Regions from separate parts of the Mus musculus genome. Here region 1 is linked to region 2. A link is a contact called in public Micro-C data. All regions are on one chromosome and are shown on one strand. Each heading gives the region's core, a stretch centred on a gene start, on an enhancer-like site or on the middle of the called end of the contact. The rest is flanking DNA. Distances are from core to core; before and after follow the strand shown.

Region 1 (3,312 bases), core at 603-3,102, about 21 Mb after region 2:
CGCGTCCCCCGGCCCCGCATGGACCTCCCACGGCGTGAGGCCCGGGGATCCTCTCTTCCTTCTTGTCAACACTCCCACTCCCCCTGAGAGATGCAAGTTCCCCCAACCCCGACTCTCCAGCGGGGGCCGCGGGATTCACCGCGCCCACGCGGCCACTGAGGAGGGAATCCTCCCCCGCCAACCCGGTGTGATTCGGGGTCGCGCCTCCGTGCTCCCTCCCTCTCCTCCCCCTCGCTCTCAGCCAGGCTGCGCGCTTCAGGAGCAGGCCTCGGGGAACACATCACCCACCCCCGGGATCCGCTGTCGAGGTGACAGCACCCTGGGTCGGCACAGGGGGCCGCCCTTGACTGCAAGGCACCCTCAGGCAGCAATGAGGACAACCCTGCGGGAGACAGAGAGTAGAGACTGGAGGAGACCGCCTTGGTGGCTTAGAATCTGTGGGTTTCACATCTTCCCGCAGTAACTCAGCCGCAAGCCCTTCGCCGGCTGCAGTAGATAGCGACTGTGCCCCGGCCTGCTGGGCCCTCCTGCCATCCTGTGGCCAAAGGGGTTTGCTTTAGAACCGTTAGGGAATTTATCTGGGAATTATTTGGTGCACGTGTTTTCTATCCCCTAAACTTCACTCTTTCCTAATCTCCACAACAACAACAACAACAACAAAACCCTCATACCCTCGCCCCTAAAAGTTCTTGCCCACTGCGCAACTAGCTAATCCGCTACACATTCCCGGGCCACTGCGCTCAACTGAGAGTCAGCGCGGGGTCAGGAACCCCAAGGGAGGGGCCGGGGCTGCGGGCGGTGAATCAGAATGATGTCCGCACGAAAGTTCTAAGTGTCCAAGAATAAGAAGCCTTAGGACATTAGAACCCCTTCCCCAAAGGAAAATACTTCATCTCTCCATCTGAATCCAGTCAAGGATAAGAAGGAAAGACAGAAGTTGTGTGGGGGAGCCTGGCTTGAAGCGGTCACCTCTCCCATTCCTAGACTGCTAAGGAACCTGTGTCCTGGTGTACTGAACTCTTTCTAAATGCTGGGAGTGCTGGAGACCAATTGCAAACAACTCCACTCCTCCAACGACTAAATTCTGTCTCTAATGCTGTCCTCAAATAAAAACCTACATGTTTAGTTACAGGGTTTTTCAACTGTGCACTGCGCATCGCGCGCTTTGCATTCGGCTTCGTCCCTCTTTCTTTTTTCTCTTCTCGCTTTCCTTCTTTCTAATCTAATTGACTTTTTTTTTTTTTTTTTTTTTTTTTTTAAAGAACGGAGAGCGGTGCGGGCGCTGCACGTTGGCTGCGGCCCGCTTCCTGCTTTCTAATGTTCCATTGTGAGGAGCTTCCATTGTGACGTCGCGCCCCTTCGGCTGGGCTTTGTCTGTCCATATATGGGCAGCTACGTCACGGAGCTTTCCCGGGGCTCAGATAAATAGACTGGTGGAGTTCCCTGGCTGGGAGCTTTTGGGCAGCAGTGAGCTAGCTAGGAAGCGGCGGGGCTGGTTGGTGGTGATAGCAGCGGCGGCGGCAGCAGCAGCAGAGGAGGTGGCGGCGGCAGCGGCGGCGGCGGCTGTGGCAGATCGGGGGGCGGGGGGGGTCGGCGGGCTCGTGTCTGTGAGATCAATACTGAAGCCGCGTCTGACCCCCTGGAGCCTAGATCACCCCCCCAGCCCAGCCCCCATCCCACTCCTCGCACACGCCCCACCCCACCCCCACGACCCAGCGTCGCACCGCACCAGCCGAGGCACCCGAGAGGATTACCCTCTTTGCCCCTCTCCCATCCACCCCTCCAAAAAAGAATAGATCCCCTCCCCTGACCCACCCCTTCCCCTTTTCACTCCCCCCTCCCTCCGAACTTTCCCTCTCGCATGCTTTTCCCCTGCACCACGGATCGCCTCTCGGATGCCGCTCGCCTGGAAGCTGCGTTAGGAACAGGCGGCGGCGGCGGTGGCGGCGGCGGCGGTGGCGGCGGTAGCTCGGGAGTGCTATGACCGGCAAACTCGCCGAGAAGCTGCCGGTGACCATGAGCAGTTTGCTAAATCAATTGCCTGACAATCTGTACCCCGAGGAGATCCCCAGCGCGCTCAACCTCTTCTCCGGCAGCAGCGACTCGGTAGCCCATTACAATCAGATGGCTACAGGTAAGGGTGGCGGTGAGGCGGCGAGGCAGCGAGGAAGGAAAGGGGGAGGACGAGGAGGAGGGAGCGAGCTAGCGATGGATGCACATATCGATGGATGCAGAAATGGATGGATGGAGAGACGGATGGAAAGATGGGGGGCGCGCTGGGAATTTTCTGGGGGGCGAGTTGCTTTTCCCACCCACTCCTCCCGCCCTCCGAGATCGGGAAGGCTTGGTTGGAGACGCCACGGTTGAGGCTTCGGTTCTCCCGGGTGGGGGCAGCCGCCGACTGGAGGGAGGTAGGTGCGAGCAGCTCTGGGGTTCTCCCTCCCCACGCAGGGGGCCCGATCGCTGGGCTGCGTGCAAGGCGTGGTGCTGTAGCCCCCTTTCTCGGGAGGAGCCCAGCGTCTTTTTCACCCGCGCTCTCCCCCCTCCTTACTCCCTCAGCCTCCCACCCGGGATGGAGCCATGTGCGGCGTGGAGTCCCCACGGTGGGAGAGGTACTGCGACGCTGCCTTTCCGGGGCGTTCAGCAAAGCCATTGGGGGTGTGGGGACGGTGGGGAGAGGGAGGGGGCTCACCCACGGGGCGGGGGAAAGGGTTTGCCACCGGGGGCGATCCTGGGACCCGGGAGCTTGGGAACGGCGGCCGCTCCCGCCGTGGAGACATGGGCTGGTTTTCCGCCGCTCTCCACTCTCCTTAGCTGGGTTTAGGCTTTTCCCCTCCAGCCCGAGCAGAAAGCTCCTTCAGGCCGGGAGGAGACTGGGGCCGGGAGAGGCTCCCTTTACGGGCGGCACCCTTCTGCGCTCCGAGGACAAAAGCGTCGAAGCTCTTTGGGTCGGCCACCCGGGCTCAGCGCGCGTAGGGGGACCTCGCTTGGGGCATGAAGGCGCGGCGTCTTGGAGTAGACAGGGCCGGGGGAAGAGGCCGAGTTGTGTGTGCTGGAGAGCGAGAGCCGGGCGCGCTCCGGGTCTGAAACTACCTGTAGCTGCAGCTACCTGTCCGCCCCACCTCGGGAAGAACAACAATGCTCTCTTGCGCGCGTGCGTGTCTGTGTGTGGTACGTGAGTGTGTGCGCGGCGTGTGCGGTGTGTGTGCCGGAGCCACTCCACACCCCGATCCGTAGTATTTTGCTGTATCCAGGTTGCGCCGGGGAGCGCGGCACCGCCCGCTTTGCGCCGGGCTCGGCGTTCCTCTTACC
Region 2 (3,134 bases), core at 297-2,796:
TCGGCGAGCCCCTCCGTATAAGGTCAGCCTTGACCTACGACACTTCATTGTCCCCAAGCCAGAAAAGGCAGTACAGAAGTGCTTAACGGGCCACGATGCTACCCCAGACACAAAACAACTAAGAACTCGAAGTCCTTCCTAGGGAGGGACTCCGGGGTCTCTGACCAGGAGCATCCAGGCGCCCACCCTCAGGTCTGGCTGTCCCAGTTGCGCGCAGAGGCTGAGGCGCGCGTGCCCTGAACCACACTAGCCACAGTCGCCTTTAAAACCTGTCCAACTAGCGGCCTCGGCCTGGCGATCTGGCCCAGAAGCCCCGACTTTCAGTGTACAGTTCTGGGGCTTGGGGGAGCCGCACCCCTAGGGATGGAGAGGAGGAGAGTTGTAAAAGATTCAAGAGCCCTAGCGGCTTTGAGAAGAGGCGGAGAGCAGAGGGGCATTAAGCTTGGGGAGTGAGGACGAGAAACAGGAGCTGAGGCGGCGCGGGAGTAACAAGACGCCAGCGCTGTCGCCTCCTCGGTTATCCGCTCCGATTTCGGCTCCCGTTGCAAACCGAGGAGTCTAGAGGCAGCCCGAGGCCCCCGCCGATAATGGAGAGCCGGCCTTCGGGAGCTCCGTCTTTCGGAAGCGTCCACCTTATTATCTTTGTTTTAATTTACCAACCTAGGTACATTACACAAGCATTATTTTGTCATGGATTCTAAAATACGCCCTTGGAACCAAACCTAAGGACTCCAGCTCAATCTAGGGGCCAAAATGCAAAGCTCGCGAGGAGAAGCCATGAATAGCGTGGGCATAAGAACAAAACCCCTCCCCAACTCCCAGATTAGACTCCTAGGATTTCTGCGACGTTCTTCGGTAGCAGCGACCCCCAGGAGCACGCGCTCTCGCTCCCTCCCACTCCCTCCCTCTTCTACAGATCGTCAAATTTTTTCCTAATGGTCATTATTTCGTCTCAAAATTCTCATTAGAAAAATAAAATACATCGCCCGCCCCCACCCAAGGAAGTTCCACGTCCGCAGAGTTGCACATTGGAGGAGCGGAGGTCACTGCGGACTGGGGGAACACAAAGATATCGCTATAGACAAGACAGACGGACACTTACCTTACAGCCGCATTGGACGTTAGAAAAGAAAAAAAAATCAAATTATCCTTCAAAATTCCAAATAGCCAGCTATCCTAAAAGAAATCAAGAGCATTCAGTTAAAAACCTTGTAGTCTTCACCTTTCCATAAAAAGTCAAACATAACCAGAAAAAAAAAACAATTAAAAGAAAACATAAAATGAAGTGGCCAGAGTTGTAAACAGGCTTGTGTCCGTCTACGATACATACAAAGTAGAGGTGGCGACTGAGCTCCTCTAGCGATTTTTATTTTTTAGTAACAGTGGAGGCTGAGTTGGAGCTGAGGAAGGTTCCGCTCTCAGGGAGATTTGCTGAGAAAGCGCCTCTCTGGCAACTTTTTGACGCAAACTCTCCAACCAATGGCAGGGAGAGAATGATTGACACATCTAAGCCAGAGGGAAAATAATAAAAACACACAACAGGGGGAGGAAAACAGGCCGCTGCTGCACGGGGGGAAGAGCAGGCAACAAATCCAGGCCTCCGACACTACCAGAACGTTCTTTAAAACACTGGGCTACGCTTAAAATATACATTATGGGCCCAAGCATGTGAACTAATTGTATAATTAAAATGATGGACAGGAAGGCCTCCCTCTTCGGTCTTTTCTTCTTCCTTTATACTCCTTCTTATCCTCCTTTTCTTTTTTGTTTTTATTTTAGAGAAAGGATACCAAACAACATAAAGCAGGAAAATATTTAAGTCAAAGCTAGGGGAAGGAGGGAGGGGGTAGTACCCCGTTTTCGATTTCCAACGCTAGCAAAGAATGTGTGGGTCAGAGGCAGAACTCAAACCCAGGCACAGGCTTAAAAACAGGGCTATGTTCTCTTGAAGAGGACCAGACGGCGCTGAGGGAAAAATGGGTGAAGATGAACAAGAGTGGAACTGAGCTGTGAACATGCAGTGTAGGCAGAGAGTCACGCAGCTATGGACTGTCTGAAAACTCCAGCGTCCTCACTGGCTGTTCTTTTACCCCTTAGAATAACCCTTGGTCTCTGGAGTTCTGGCTTTCCAGGCATGTTTTTTCAATTTGATAAGCATAGAGCAAGATACAAAAGAAAACGTGAGCTCCCAAATCTACCGCCAAGGCAGATTTCCGGCCAAGGGAGGGGATACCTCAAATCTCTCCAGCTGAGTATGAGGTGACAAAAAGCCCCCAGTAGAAACAGTTTGTGCTTAAGAACAAACGCCTGGTACTTCAGGCCTGGGAGTTACTAGGGATGGAGGCGCCCTACTCAGAGGCCGAAACTCGGGAGCTGGGATGCTGCAGGGTCAACCAACTCAACTTCTTCTGGTCCAGACTGGTTTTTTTTTTTTTTTTTTTTTAAACAAGAATCAGAGTTTTCTAGAAAAGCAGAAACACGCTGGACAGAATATTAGGGGACGGGGCGGGGGGAGGTGAGGGGCAAACGCTACTGCTGAGTGTGTGAATGGAGGCTGGGAGGGGGAGGGGGGGGGAGGATAGCTTTCCCCTCACAACTCCCAATGCAGAAGGAAAAACAAAACAAAACGAAAAAACCCACCCCTCCCTCACTACCTCAGTCACCGCCACCACTGCTAGTGGGCCCAAAGAAACAGCTCGTTGCCTTTAATTTGGGGACCTATGTTAATGAAGTTGGTAATTAATTCGTCGCTTTGTTGTCGGTTCTTATACTGTATGTGTAATCAAATGTGGCCGTCCTTGGGATTTACAGCAATTAGCGAATTACGGGAGTGCGCACGAGGCTGCAAGTTCTCGGCAGCCCGGCTGGGCTCGGCTCCGGCCTAAGGCTGGGCACTCCGCTGCCGCTGCAGACTTGCAGGTGTGTCCTAAGAGCCTTGGGGTCCTGGAGGCTCCGCGAACCCTCGAGCTCCTCCGGGCTTGCCCAGTTCTTCCTGGCTCCTTCGTAGCTGTTCCAGTCCTAAGGAAACTCCTGGCTGTCGCGTTCCCCAGAGCCACGACTTTGTGGGGCCTAGGCTAGGGGGGAGGGTGAGTACGGATCTTTCCTTGTTACCCCGCCCCCACTGTGCAGAAACA

The links. A called contact is a pair of places that touch in the nucleus more often than the background predicts.
Region 1: a Micro-C map of embryonic stem cells shows a contact between it and region 2, with 20 times the contacts expected there. The contact joins the promoter of Egr3 here to the promoter of Otx2 in region 2. A contact is called at or near these places in 1 of 39 promoter capture datasets (maxillary cranial neural crest) and 2 of 484 Hi-C or Micro-C datasets (both in embryonic stem cells).

What each region holds. Positions count from the first base shown.
Region 1 is chr14:70,075,465-70,078,776 of GRCm38.p6, forward strand. It overlaps Egr3 (early growth response 3), which reads left to right and starts at 1,853. Exons shown (of 2, transcript NM_018781.4): 1 at 1,853-2,134. The coding sequence starts at 1,981.
Region 2 is chr14:48,666,098-48,669,231 of GRCm38.p6, forward strand. It overlaps Otx2 (orthodenticle homeobox 2), which reads right to left and starts at 1,547. Exons shown (of 5, transcript NM_001286482.1): 1 at 1,331-1,547; 2 at 1,103-1,176.